Linked DNA regions of Zea mays: region 2 is linked to region 1. The links are chromatin contacts, called in public Hi-C maps. All regions are on one chromosome and are shown on one strand. The core of a region is the stretch at or near the end of the contact, and the rest is flanking DNA. Distances in the headings are between cores, read along the strand shown.

The links. Hi-C and Micro-C count contacts between places; a contact is called where the count stands out from the background.
Region 2: a Hi-C map of tassel shows a contact between it and region 1, with 5 times the contacts expected there. The contact joins the promoter of LOC100276297 here to the promoter of LOC100285968 in region 1. A contact is called at or near these places in 2 of 25 Hi-C or Micro-C datasets (ear and tassel).

The regions. Positions count from the first base shown.
Region 1 is chr5:149,655,248-149,662,641 of Zm-B73-REFERENCE-NAM-5.0, reverse strand. LOC100285968 (BRASSINOSTEROID INSENSITIVE 1-associated receptor kinase 1) reads right to left here and starts at 4,198. Exons shown (of 11, transcript NM_001158857.2): 1 at 3,955-4,198; 2 at 3,705-3,837; 3 at 3,521-3,592; 4 at 2,153-2,296; 5 at 2,004-2,075; 6 at 1,849-1,908; 7 at 1,299-1,372; 8 at 1,071-1,220; 9 at 661-996; 10 at 87-478. The coding sequence starts at 4,081.
Region 2 is chr5:150,451,638-150,458,779 of Zm-B73-REFERENCE-NAM-5.0, reverse strand. It overlaps LOC100276297, which reads left to right and starts at 3,791. Exons shown (of 7, transcript NM_001150121.2): 1 at 3,791-3,991; 2 at 4,115-4,210; 3 at 4,782-4,964; 4 at 5,748-5,918; 5 at 6,001-6,210. The coding sequence starts at 3,898.

The sequences.
Region 1 (7,394 bases), core at 2,949-5,448:
AATAGGAACGAAAGCAGGTGTTAAATCTCTCCAGCGTGGGGCTGAAATACAGTAAACAGTACGTAAATAAGTGCACAGAAGCTTACCCAGTCTAGAATCATGCCTTTCTGAGACTGGCCATGTCCATTGCTCAAGGTTTTAGGACCAGTAATCAGTTCCAACAGGAGAATGCCAAACCCATAAACATCAGTCTTTTCCGAGGACTGTCCAGTTGAGAGATACTCGGGAGCAATATGCCCAATAGTGCCCCGAACTGCAGTAGTAACATGCGATTCCTGACGGTCAAGAAGTTTCGCCAATCCAAAATCCCCGACGATTGCTTCGAAATTTCCATCGAGCAATATGTTTGCAGCTTTGACGTCCCTGTGGATGATCTTAGGATTGCATTGTTCATGAAGGTAGAGTAACCCCCTGGCAGCACCAAGAGCAATCCGCATGCGTTTACTCCAATCAAGAGATGGTTTTCCATTGCGATAATCTGAAAATTGCAACCCCATATATTACTAAGGTATAAGGATATAAGCAGATAATATGACGTGGCAAAGAACCAACCAAAACACATAGTCTTAAACAATATATTTACAAGGAATGAAAAAGACTTGCGCGGAATGCCAATTGTAAACTTAACTAACATTAAAATGTTGTAGACAATTGAGTTACCTCTCAAACGGTCAGCAACACTGCCATTTGGCATATATGGATATACAAGCAACCGTTCTTTAGAGGTCATGCAAAATCCATACAAACGCAAGAGATTCCTGTGCACAGCAAGGCCAATCAACTCAACTTCTGTCTGAAACTGGACTTCACCGGTAACATCAGGATCTTTTAATCTCTTCACTGCCACTAAAGTTCCATTTCTCAAACAGCCTTTATACACAATACCAAAACCTCCTTGACCTAATATATTCTTGGAATTAAAATTGTCCGTTGCACTTTGCAGATCGTGAAAAGCAAAATGCTTCACATGGCCCAATTCGAATTCTAGATCTTGATCTACAGATAAAAAAAGTCAGATCGTGTATATTTAACTTGTAAAGAGCTAATACTGCAAAGGCTTGGATAATTACCAGCTGAAGCAAAAGGCAAGCGCCATCTGCAATAACTTAGCCAATACACGAACAACAAAACTAATATTGTGGAACAGGTGACACTTAGAGAAATTGCCAAAGCTAATTGATGGTGGTTCTTGGCCTTTTGGACCTGTCTCGACATTGTCCCTGCCATTAATGTAAAGTTAAGTTCCGGTTTCTAAAGAATAGATATGTAAAAGATATGCCATCTGGGAAAGCAATTACCATTAGTCATTGCTGTCACATCTGAACAACCATGTATAACTGAGGAATTGCAAAGGAATCGATTTCCCGCAAGACTGAAAAAAGTAAAAGAAGTTATCTTCAGTGAAATGTCAAAACTATCAGAAAAAAATGTGTGTGGTCAGTCTCAGCTTAAGCAATGCAACAAGAAAACTTCATTGTCAGAAAGGTGGGGAGCAAATAATCATTCATTGCAACTGACAAAGGATTTTGGATGAGAAAATGGAGTAAAGCAGTACTCTATCCATTTCAAAAGCACATGGCCTATAGAATTTGTAAACTTACTTAGACATATACAACACATATGCAGATTACCCTTTCTCTCCTTTATTTATTCTCACTCCCTTTCTTCATCATCTTCTAATAAACAACCCACAAATCATTCCATACATTATTCCCTATAGAAATTAACAACATGGATACAACGGTCATCTCCTAGTGTCCTGTGTTCATGGTCTCGCTAATCTAGGTGCTTCACCAAAATATGCTTAAAAAGAGAAATAAGAGCTTATACATACACCCCAAAAGTTACCTGTAATCATGTGCATAGATTTTTGGAACTGGGCCACTTAAATTGTTGAATGACAAGTCACTGAAACATATCACCTCGTAAGTTTAAAGTCAAGTAGACAATAGTTACAGCTCACTTATGTGAAAAACAGAAAGAAAATCAGAAAAGAAACATACAGGAATGTGAGACCTGGAAGCCTAGCAACATCTGTTGGGATCGGCCCAGACAAGTTATTCCTATCAAGGCGTCTGAGAGATTGACAAAGCAATAGTTTTAATACAAAATACATGTTGTAAACTTAGAAACATTTCTGAAATCAACTCACAGATAATTTAGTCGAGTCAGGTGCCCCAATGAACTTGGGATATCACCAATGAACTCATTACTGGAAAGGTCAAGAGCATTCAGATTGATCAGCTTCCCTATCTCTGGAGGAATTTCACCTGATATTCTGTTATTCTGTAGTGACCTGAATCAAACCAACAATAAGGTCAGCTATTGAACACAGGTACCATCCCATTTCACAAGAATGAATGGCAGTCATAATTAGTGAAATCCCACAGGAAATACGATACAAGTCCAGAATTGAGAAGACTCATTACAGTTAGGAAATCATCCAGTAGCCAATGCTGTTAGCTTTTTAAGATGGATGAATGGTGCAGCATTATTTTCGAGTTGGATGACTAATCACGCAAAACCAAGAAGAGACTTCTGCGCGCGCGCGCACGCTATAAAGAATAAACCAACGATTCATGGTTAAATAAGGTTATAAGAAAGGAATGCTATAATTGAAATTATCATGAAAAGAGGAAAAATAGCTAGCTTTATGTAACTTGATTCAAGCAACCGCTTAATGTTAGGTAACAAAAAAGAAGAAGACACAAATCATCTTCCCTGCAAAACTTTGAAACCTACATATTATGACAAATCCAGCCAGGCAATTGCACAAACAACTCAGCCTGGATTCAGAAAATCAGAAAACAACACATATATAGTTAGGAGCTATGCAACACAGCATCAATATTTGTATACAAATGGACAATCTGTTTTCAAGAGGCCATAGAAAGTCGAGAACACGCTGATGGAAACTCTAGCCATCCTGACATTGTCAAATGTCAATGGCAAGAAAGTGGGTTCTATTTGCTTCCGTGTGATTAGAACTGGGGGCACCCAAACCTGCCTTTTTGGCAATAAAAAGTTATAAAAAGAAGAGCTTTCAATAAAGGCTGTGATTTTTGGTTTCTATGGACCATGGTCTCTTATAAGAGTATTGTAGACTATCATATTTTGCTAAGTTGTCCTGACTCTGGAAGATTGATGGTCTAGGCTTATAAGTGGTACGCGGACCATCTGTAGGATTTTCATTCAAATTAATGACAAACCAAGAGTGTTATTGCAATGTTCCTTCACTGCTCTGCAAGACTGCAAGTGACATGGTGGCAACACATCTATCACGGTTGGACTAGACTAAATGGGAGCTGGGCCAACTGAACAGACCAAACATCGCCATTCATCTTCCCTAGTGTTATTGACAATCCCATTCTTGAACCAGTTCAAATAGAATGCATATGCATGTCTGTTTTACGGTTTTGTGAACGTGAGGCAAGCGATGTTACTGTGGTGAAGTTATAGGAATGAAACAAACAAGAGGCAACCGTAATGGAAAGGTGGGTTGTCACCCTGAAACGCTCACATTGTCTGGAGGTGGCTGAGGCTCCCGATGCTCGGCGACAGCGTCCCGGACAGGCCGTTGTTGGCCATCTGGCTGCAGCTCCGGTGCGAAACGAAACGAGACAAAACACTGTCATTGACCCGCAACAAACAGCCACGGATGGGAATAAGGGGCCGGGATCAGAGACGGTAGAGAGCTCACTCACAGCGAGACGACGAACTTGTCCGGGGAGCAGGCGACCATGGACCAGGTGCAGGGGTCGACGGAGTTGATGTCCCAGAGGGCCATGACCCCCCTCTCGTCCCGCAGCCGGCTCTTAACCGCCATGAGCGCCGCCACTGCACGGGCACAACCGCACAAGCGAAGCAAAACCGCGCCAAGAACAGCATCAGAAACCCCAAGTCACCAAACCCTAACTTTCCACACGGAAACCCCAGTCACGGCACGCGGCGCACCTTCGTAGTTGAGCCCCTTGGGCGAAAGCGGCGGATCCCCGGCCTCCACACCAGCAGAAGCAGCAGCGGCTAGCATCCACGCCGCGACGGCTGCGGCGAGGCGAGCGAGCCGCGGTGTGGACGCCATAGTGAGCGGGGGAGGGGAGACTGGGGAAGCGAAGTGTAGCGCGAGCGGGGGCGGCGGCGAGGGCGTGGGTAGTGGTGGTGGTGGCCATGGTATATTACCCGGCTGGGGGCGTAGCGTATCGAGCCGAGCGCAGTGAGCCAGTGATGGACACCGCTGCGTAGATTAGCGAGTTGATTTTAATTAAGGCGCGCGGATGGAGTAGATTACGTTAATTAAGAGGCAGGGCAGGCGGGTGATTAAGGAGCGAGAAGTGGAGACGGGTGGCTGCCGAGGACAGGTGGGGAATTGTGCCCAGTGTTTGGCGTCCGGCCTCGATTCCCCTTCTTTCTTGTCGCCGCGGTTTTGTTTTGTTTCTGCTGGGACAAGTGTACAGAAGAGAAGACTGGGAAGGAGTAGAAAAAAGAGAGATTCCTCGAGGTGGATGGAAATTTGGGAAGAGTTGGGCAGGGAATTGGCGCTTCCGGTCTGCCAATTACGCCAACTGCTCTCCTTGACCGCTTTTGTTGTTTTTGTTTGTCTGCTCGTTAGAGCAAATCCAATACTTATATAAATTTGAGTTCTCTAGACCAAATATTTAAGAAGTTGCTAAATAATTTTAGGAGTACAAAATTGTGAGTTCTCCGTGTGTGTATATATATAGTGCCTGTTTGTTTCAGCTTCTGCCAGCTTCTGGCCACCAAAAGCTGTTGCAGACTGCCAAACGCTCAGCTTTTCAGCCAGCTTTTATAAAATTCGTTAGGGCAAAAACCATCTAAAATCAACATAAACACATAATCGGTTGAGTCGTTGTAATAGTAGGAATCCGTCACTTTCTAGATCCTGAGCTCTATGAACAACTTTATCTTCCTCCACACGTAATCGTAATGATACTCAGATTCTCCCTACAGCCAGATTCTCCCCACAGCCAGATTTTCAGAAAAGCTGGTCAGAAAAAAGCTGAACCAAACAGCCCCATAGTAGTTTTATTTTGTATCTATCTACATAAAAAAAACAATAAGTCAAATGTCAACAATCACCTTCATTACCTATATAACGCAGTCAATATTTTTTGTTTAGTGAGTTGCTAAATGGTTGTCAAATGTAGAGAGAAAATAAGATTAGATGAGAAGTTGCTAAATTTAGAAAGTTCATTTAGAGAACTGTTGGAGAGAAGTTTTTTTGTTAACTATCTAAATTATTAACTTAGGAAGTCTTTTAGAGAACCACTGGAGTTACTCTTACTTGGTGTTTTTCTTTCCTCACTAATGCTATGGCCAGCCGATGGTACATCTGTCCATATAAAACACTATTTTACACTATAAACTATATTATAAAACACTGGAGTCACTTCTTGATGCTTCAAATTTGTACCTAGTTTCCCTCCTGTATATGTGTTGCATATCTTGAGTATTAGGGGGAGAAGATAGTGATTTTTGGTTATGCATATCCCTGCTTCAAGCCCTGATTGAATCCTGGTTGACATCATGCTTCTGTTCTAATTGTGAGATTTTGTTTAGTAATTTTGGTGTTGTAGTCAAAGGGGGAGAAGTAATGCATTAAAGCTTACCTGCTTGAGAGGAAAGCTTATCTTAAGGGGAGAAGTGGCTTGTTTGTAAAGAGCATAAAGCTTGTCCTTGTGATGAGGATAAGCTCCCTTTGTCTAAAGGGGAGGTTCCTTAAGTGTCTTTAATCTTAAAGGGATAATGCATTCTAGATGTTTATATGGTGTATAATGCTTATCATGCTTTAATGTTGTGCAAAGCTTTGATAATGTGTGAAATGCTTCATTATTATGCAAATCTTTAATATTGTGTAATGTATGCATATTCATGCCATGAGCATCACAGATATTTTTATGACACTATGCACCCCACAGATTCTATGGTATAGAAATGGTTTACACTTTAGCCTAAATATGTGCAAATTGGCATCTAAGGCCAAAGTTGATATTTTTTTTTGTTAAAGCACATATCTAGGAGGCACATTCTATACCATATGATCCAAAATTGTGCTTTACTTCCATCATTTGTAAGCTTTAATAGTGTTGTCATCAATCATCAAAAAGGGGGAGATTGAAAGTCCCTTGTGGGTTATGGTGTTTGGATGACAACACTATTAAAGGAATAGCCTAGGGTGTTAAGTGTTGAATAGGAACTTAGTGAAAAGATTATAAGGTTCAACACAGGTGGTCATGTGATATTCCATATAAGTTGTCTAAATATGGATTATGGATATCACAAGTGAAGTTGAAGGATGGACATTGCAAAGTTGGGATTCAATGTACATGACTTGGAGACAACTTGTTGAACCAAGGACAAAAGCAAGAAGGACTTCAAGTTGATGGGAGCAAGGGAGAAGGTTAAGAGGATCGAGGTACCTAAAGCTAAGGTGAAGAAGAGGTTCTTGCAAAGGTCAAGGTTAGTCAAGTTGAGAAAATACATGTTGCATTGAAGACCACAACATAAGGACGTGACTTGAAACCATAAGGAGTAACTAACATGATTTGGATGGTTCAGGTCATAAGGCTCAAAATCCTAGCTCAAGTGAAGACCATGGCCACAAGGTCAAGAGTATCAAAGTCAGAGTGTGGAAAAGTTCTTGATGACCATTGGAAGGTGATGGAACTCAAGAAATGACAGAAGAAATTAGGTCAAGTGATTTGATATTTTGGAGTCCAACATTCAGCTCAAACGAGACAAAAGGGTAAAACTTGTTAAAGGTGAGCTTCGACAAGTTCATAGGTTTGATCATGTTTGTAATACCCTTATAAATATTTCTAAGCATTTGGATAGGATAGAAACCTTATATGTTGCAACATTGCTTTTGGTGCTAGTTTGAGCGGAAACAGGAAAGCAATGGAGAAAAGGAGTTAAAGGTGTGTACCCATGACTTAGTCCATTAGATTAAACTCTAATAATGTTTGTCTAAGCCATAGGAAATTCCTCATGGTCGACCAAGTTGAATGAAAAAGACTTGGTGAAGAAAGGATTTCATTTTAGGTAGTCTAGGCGCATCAAACCTTCTACATGACTCGGCCTGGTGTGCACCAGACTGGTTTACTAGATGTGCCAGAAGAGGTCTTAGTGACCAAACGCACCGGACCTTGGGTCCATGTGCACTAGATCACCTATAGGGAAAAGGCCAGTCTCGGCCTTAGAGTTAAAAATCATCGGACCATGGTCCGGTGGTGCACCAAACCTTAAGGTCCAATGGCTACCAGAGAGAGCAATGACCGGCTAACGGCTAGCTGACATGGCCCCTGGTCTGGTGGCACACCATAATAGTCTGGTGCTAGCTCAAGAAGGAAGGTCTCCAATTGGATCCTAGAGACGAC
Region 2 (7,142 bases), core at 2,542-5,041, 800 kb before region 1:
CACTTCCACAGGGCCAGGCCACCCGCCGAGGGTGGCAGGGCCCGCGACGACGACAAGAACGAAGATCACCTAGCAGGAGAATTCCCCGAGGTCCGCGACTGCTTCATGATCTATGGAGGGCATGCGGCGAATACCTCGGCTCGGCACCGCAAGCAAGAGCGCCGGGAGGTCTGCTCGGTGAAGGTGGCGGCGCCAGTCTACCTAGACTGGTCCGACAAGCCCATCACTTTCGACCAGGCCGACCACCCCGATCATGTGCCGAGCCCGGGGAAATACCCGCTCGTCGTCGACCCCGTCGTCGGCGATGTCAGGCTCACCAAGGTCCTGATGGATGGGGGCAGCTGCCTCAACATCATCTACGCCGAGACCCTCAAGCTCCTGCGCGTCGATCTGTCCTCCGTCCGAGCAGGCGCTGCGCCCTTCCACGGGATCATCCCTGGGAAGCGCGTCCAGCCCCTCGGGCGACTCGACCTCCCCGTCTGCTTCGGGACACCCTCCAACTTCCGAAGGGAGACCCTCCAACATGGCGCACTCCCCCCCTCCTCCTTGCGGAAAGGCGACGTAGGGGCGTATGTAAAAAGTCGAGTCTGTCCCTGATCGCCCTCTCGCACTGTGCAGAGGCTCGGGGGCTGTTCTCGCAAAAACCGGCTCCGGCCAAATCGTTGACAGCGTCAACATACCAGCCCGAGAGCTTGGACCCCGACCGTGCACCCGGGCTACGGCCAGTTCGCATGAGGGAACGACCAGACCAGCCGAAGCATTGCGCGAGGTATTAAGACCTCGAAGGAGTGTAACCACTCCTCCGAGGCCTCGGGGGCTACACCCGGCGGGTGCGCTCGCGCGCACCCACCGGAACGAAATGCAACCGAGAAAGGCTGGTCCCCTTGCAAAAAAGTGCGACAAAAGCCTCCAAGCGAGTGCTAACACTCCCTTCGAGGCTCGGGGGCTACTGTCGGGGACCATAATTAGGGGTACCCTCAAGACGCCTAATTCTCAGCTGGTAACCCCCATCAGCATAAAGCTGCAAAGGCCTGATGGGTACGATTAAGTCAGGGATCAGTCCACACGAGTGACTCGATCACGCTTCACCCAAGCCTAGCCTCGGCCAAGGGCAGCCGACCTCGAGAGACTTCCGTCTCGCCCGAGGCCCCCTTTTTATGGCGGACACATCACCGGCTCGCCCGAGGCCTTGGCTTCGCTCAGAAGCAACCCTGACCAAATCGCCACACCGACTGACCAAATTGCAGGGGCATTTAACGCAAAGGTGGCCTGACACCTTCATCCTGACACGCGCCCCCGGCAGAGCCGAAGTGACCGCCGTCACTCCACCGCTCCACTGGCCAGTCTGACAGAAGGACAGCGCCGCCTGCGCCACTCCGACCGCAGTGCCACTCGACAGAGTGAGTCTGACAGGCAGTCAGGCCTTGCCAAAGGCGCCACGGCGAACTCCGCTCCGCCCGACCCCAGGGCTCGGACTCGGGCTAAGACCCAGAAGACGGCGAACTCCGCTCCGCCCGACCCCAGGGCTCGGACTCGGGCTAAGACCCAGAAGACGGCGAACTCCGCTCCGCCCGACCCTAGGGCTCGGACTCGGGCTAAGACCCGGAAGACGGCGAACTCCGCTCCGCCCGACCCCAGGGCTCGGACTCGGGCTAAGACCCGAAAGACGGTGAACTCCGCTCCGCCCGACCCCAGGGCTCGGACTCGGGCTAAGACCCGGAAGACGACGAAACTCCGCTTCGTCCGACCCCAGGGCTCGGACTCGGGCTAAGACCCGGAAGACGACGAAACTCCGCCTCGCCCGACCCCAGGGCTCGGACTCCGCCCTGGCCTCGGCCGAACGACTTCCGCCTCGCCCGACCCCATGGCTCGGGCTCGGCCACGGCAACGGAAGGCAGACTCAGCCTCGGCTTCGGAGGAACCCCCACGTCGCCCTGCCTAGGGCACAGACCGCCACGTCAACAGGAAGCGCTATCATCATCCTACCCCGAATCGACTCGGGTCACGGAGAACAAGACCGGCGTCCCATCCGGCCAGCTCCGCCGGAGGGGCAATGATGGCGCTCCACAAGCTCTATGACGACGGCGGCCCCCAGCTCTCTTACGGAAGCAGGACGACGTCAGTAGGGACTCGACCGCTCCAACAGCTGTCCCTCCACCAGGCTCCGCCGCACCTCCGACAGCCACGACATCGCGCCAGCAGGGTGCCCAGATCTCTCCGGCTGCCACATTGGCATGTACCTAGGGCGCTAGCTCTCCCTCCGCTAGACACGTAGCACTCTGCTACACCCCCCATTGTACACCTGGATCCTCTCCTTACGACTATAAAAGGGAGGACCAGGGCCTTCTTAGAGAAGGTTGGCCGCGCGGGACCGAGGACGGGACAGGCGCTCTCTTGGGGCCGCTCGCTTCCCTCACCCGCGTGGACGCTTGTAACCCCCCTACTGCAAGCGCACCCGACCTGGGCGCGGGACGAACACGAAGGCCGCGGGACTTCCACCTCTCTCACGCTCGACTCCGGCCACCTCGCCTCTCCCCCCTTCGCGCTCGCCCACGCGCTCGACCCATCTGGGCTGGGGCACGCAGCACACTCACTCGTCGGCTTAGGGACCCCCCCTGTCTCGAAACGCCGACAGTTAGATTATGATCTAATCATGTATCACATTTAACACTTAAACCCTTTCACCACCAAGTCATGTAGATTTATAGAAAACCCTCTAACAAACCACAATCATGTCTACAATTAGATCATGATCTAACAGACCAAGAGACTCGCTTGCACGTTTTCACATAAGGTCTGATTGCATATTAGTTGTTGTCGATATCTAGAGACAGAGGGAAGTATCTAGAGACGAAGGGAGCAGAGGAACGAGATGAGTCGTCCAATAAGGACCGGACAGTCTGAATTTTTTTGAGCGACGTGGATAGCCTGGTCACGAGCGTTTTGGACCTGCTTTAATATATATATGAAATCTAATTATAATAATTTAACTAACTCAAATAAACACTAATGACAAAGTATGGCCGTTGCCATAAATGTGGCTCGAGTTCCACATGCCAGAGGGAACATAGGTTAAAGTCGGAGTGGATCTGAATATTTATTCGGATGTTAAATTTTTTATTTTTTTTAACAATAGGATATAGAATATGCTATCTAAACTTCAATAGTTCTTAAAAAATAGCTTGCTAAAATCATATTTAGCAAGTTGCTAAATAGCTACTGGGAGTAAAAATAGTTTGATCTTTAATAGTTACTCATATTTAGGGAGTAGTTTGATTTTGAATCTAGCTTTGGTTGGCCTGCCCCCATCGGACCTTGCTGCTGGCAAGGTCGAGAGTAGAGGATGACGAGGGCAGAGAAGAAAAGGTCAGTCGACACGACGTGTGAAAGAGCGGTGCTCTGGTGGTGCAATCTATGGGACAGTAGTGGTATGACGATAAAGGAAAAAAATTGTGTCACACGTATTTGACCTAGGTGTCTCGTGGGAAAGTGAAAAATAGAGCATGTCATATCTGACACCTCACTATATTGGAAAGAGAAAAAATAAGCACACGACTGTGAACTACTGAATTGCTAAACGTGAAGAGTAAATGATGTTGTACATTAAGTCTATTTAGAGAATTATTGGAGAAGTATTTTTATTACTTTTTAAATTTAAGATTTAGAGACCTCTTTAGAAAACTATTAGAAAAAAATGTATTTGAAGTCGGCCGCTGAATCGGCGCTGCGGGTCTGACGTCTGCGGCGTACACGACACAAGACTTGTCAGTCGCACTCGCTGCACGATTCTGCGGAGCACAAGAGAATCGAGAACGTCACCAAGGCCGTCTGAAAGCGAAAAGGCCCTTTGCCTCTCGCTCTACCCCAAACCACAGCAGTCAGCAGCAGACCCTCGCCATGGGACTGAGATCCCCGCTCGTGCTCCTGCTGCTCCTCCTCTTCCTCGCCGCTACTTTCCGTCCCAGCGCGGCCGCTTTGGCCCCTCCAACAGGTTCGCTCGCTCGTCGCCGCCGCCCCTATCTTCCCCTGTTAAAATGCGGCCCGATAGGGGCGATTCGATCCCAAACCTCTGGACTGCCCGTACTAATACGTACTTCTGCCTTCTGTGCCGCAGGCAGCATCGTGAAGCAGCTGTCGTCGGTCGTCAGGTGGCCGCGGGCCGCCCCCTCGACGCACGGGCCCAAACAGCCCGGCCACCCCCAGTACGCCGGTGAGTCGCCGTCGCTCCCTAATACGTCTGCGGAATATCTCGCGCGACAAGAGGGGACCTGATTTTGTTGCTCAAAGCGATTGCTCCTGTAGGACGCACACGACTCCCGCTTCTCTTATAATTACAGATGATTGATGAACCCTATTCCACTCCACTAGCCACTAGTGTTCCCCGAGAAGAAAAAGATGAGTGAGGAATAATAGAAAGCACAACAAACGGGAAGATAATGGGAGTGGGGGTTAAACCATCTTCTCAATGGGGACGAGTTCAAACATCTTTACAATTTCTCACTGATAATTATTTCAGTATCGTTCTCCTTCACTTCAGCTGGCCCTGCATTGGTGAGATAACTTGCTAAACCACCAAAAAAATCATTGGCCAAACTAATCATTTGGAAGTTGGTCGTCCTGCTCTTAGAATTCTCTTAGCAGAGTTCAGAATTTCAGATCCAGCAGAGGCTCAGCTGATTTGTATTTTTGGCTCATTGTGGCCTAAGTGATCATACTTTACTGCAGCTGCTCATATCTGTGCTTTTGTTCTGTATCTTGCTCACGTTCGACTATTTTGGCAGATGGCCACGTGGGGGTAGCCCTGCAATTTGAGAGCGGCTACTTTGTAGAGACACTTGTTGAGGGTGACAAGCTTGGTGTCACGCCGCACACCGTTAGAGTATCTCCTGTTGAGGGCGGGGAGCTCCTTGCGGTCGACTCGGCACATAGCAACATTGTGCGGATAACCCCGCCACTTTCTGAGTGTATGTTCTCTTCCTGCCACCTCTGTCCCGTGGCTGCTTGCTTCTTTTTTTTTTTGGCATAACTCACAGTTACCATGATTATGATTTAGGAAGACTTGAAGAACAGACTGGCATTTTGAGCCAGCTTTGTTTGACATACTAGTGGTAATATCCATGCATGCAAATATTTCGTGATTGTGTTCTTCTCAAATACTAGGGTTACATTGTTCCTAGTGGTTGAATAACTGACCTTTCCAAGTGTAGTATCACTCTGTCCGTAACACTCCCTGTGCCTTCATTGTCCCTTAACTTGGTCATGGGTACAGCGATGGGATTGTTATCAGTTCATATAGTAATAGGTGAGAATGGCAGGACTAATTAAGAGGTGAGAGCTGTCTCGTGGATTCGAAGCAGCCTCTCCGCATTTGTGGGGGAAGGCTTGCCTCGGTTTATCCCTTCCCTAGACCTCTGGCACTGGTCTACCTTTTTTTTATATAGTAATAGGTGGAGTTCTGGTCTCAGTTGATTTATACTATGCATATTTAGGGAAGGGTCATGGACAGAAAAAGAAAACTGAACTGAAACATGCATCAATGCTTAAAGAAGTATGATATAAATGCTGTAAAGATCAATGTTATCAAATCGTCTGATCAATCCTAGTCGCCATGGACCTATGAGCCTAACTAATCATAGTGCATAGCTGATCGCCATGGCACTGATCAGCCTGACTAATCATGATTAGCTGGACGACTTGATAACTAAACATAAGTCCAGCAGTGTGGATTGATAATAGGTCCTCTGCAGATAGCAGGGGAAGACTTGTTGCTGGTTCTTTCCAGGGCCATTCTGGTCATATAGATGGTAAACCAAGTGATGCCCGATTCAAGCGCCCCACAGGCGTTGCCGTGGATGATATGGGCAATGTTTATGTTGCTGATACAGCAAACTTGGCGATTCGAAAGATTGGAGAATCAGGTGATCAATAGTTAAATAGCTATACATTTCATGCAATAGTTGCGTTAGGTGTTAACAGTTGGTGAATGAAATTTCTGTTCAGGAGTGACCACCATAGCGGGTGGTAAATCGAATATCCCAGGATACAGGGATGGCCCCAGTGAAGATGCAAAGTTCTCTACAGATTTTGATGTGGTGTATGTGAAGAAAATGTGTTCTCTTCTGGTTATTGACCGTGGAAATGCAGCCCTTAGGAAGATTTCTCTTCCACAAGAAGACTGTACTTACCAGGATTCTGCACTCCTATCTTCAGGTCCATTCACTTTCACTTGTTTCTATTTGCTGTACAGTACATATAAATGTTTCTGGTAAGGAAAGGTAACTATCCAACTCGTCAATTGTCATGTTCTTTAGATGATGAGGTCCTTGAAGAAAAGCTCATGCCGATATGGTTAGTTGTAAAACAGAAGTAAAAATATGTCAAGTGTTGTGCTTACACCTTTTCATGGTCCTGTACTGAATCATTATCCATGATATATAAACATAGGGGGTGGACAGGAAGAATAGTGAATCCTTTGGTACTTTGTATTTACAATTACATCTTTCCTTTTCGGGATCAGTTTTTTTATTCAAGACCCCTGGATTATACTTTTTGTCTTCAATAGCTGGTCACACACTAAGACATCCTGTATGGAAGCATCAGACTATCTTCTACTCCCTCCGTTCCAAATTATAAGTCATTCCAGCTTTCTTAGAGAGTTAAAACATCTCAAAGTTTGACTAAATTTATATAATAAAACAATAACATTCATGATACTAAATAAGCATCATTAGATTCTTCATTAATTATATTTTAATAGTATACCTATTTGATGTTATAAATATAAAATATTTGTAATTCTCTGTTCTCTCTATATTTTGTGTCAAATTTGAGATGCTTTGACTCTCCAAGAAAGCTAGAGGGTTTTATAATTTGGAACGGAGGGAGTTAAACTGAGGTGGCAGAATCGGAGTTAAATAGGAAGGTTGAACAAACCAAGATTTGCAAAAGTTGTATGATGACTTATAAACTGTGTTCAGTAAATGCTATACATGTATGATCCATGTAAGAAATGATACACTTTAGTCCTTATATGCCAAAAGTATAACTCTCCATGTTATATGCTCTGCCATAAAGCTGACTATCACTTTTATGCTATCACCATAATTTTGTTGTGATTGAGAGTCTAGGATTCAAGTAAATGT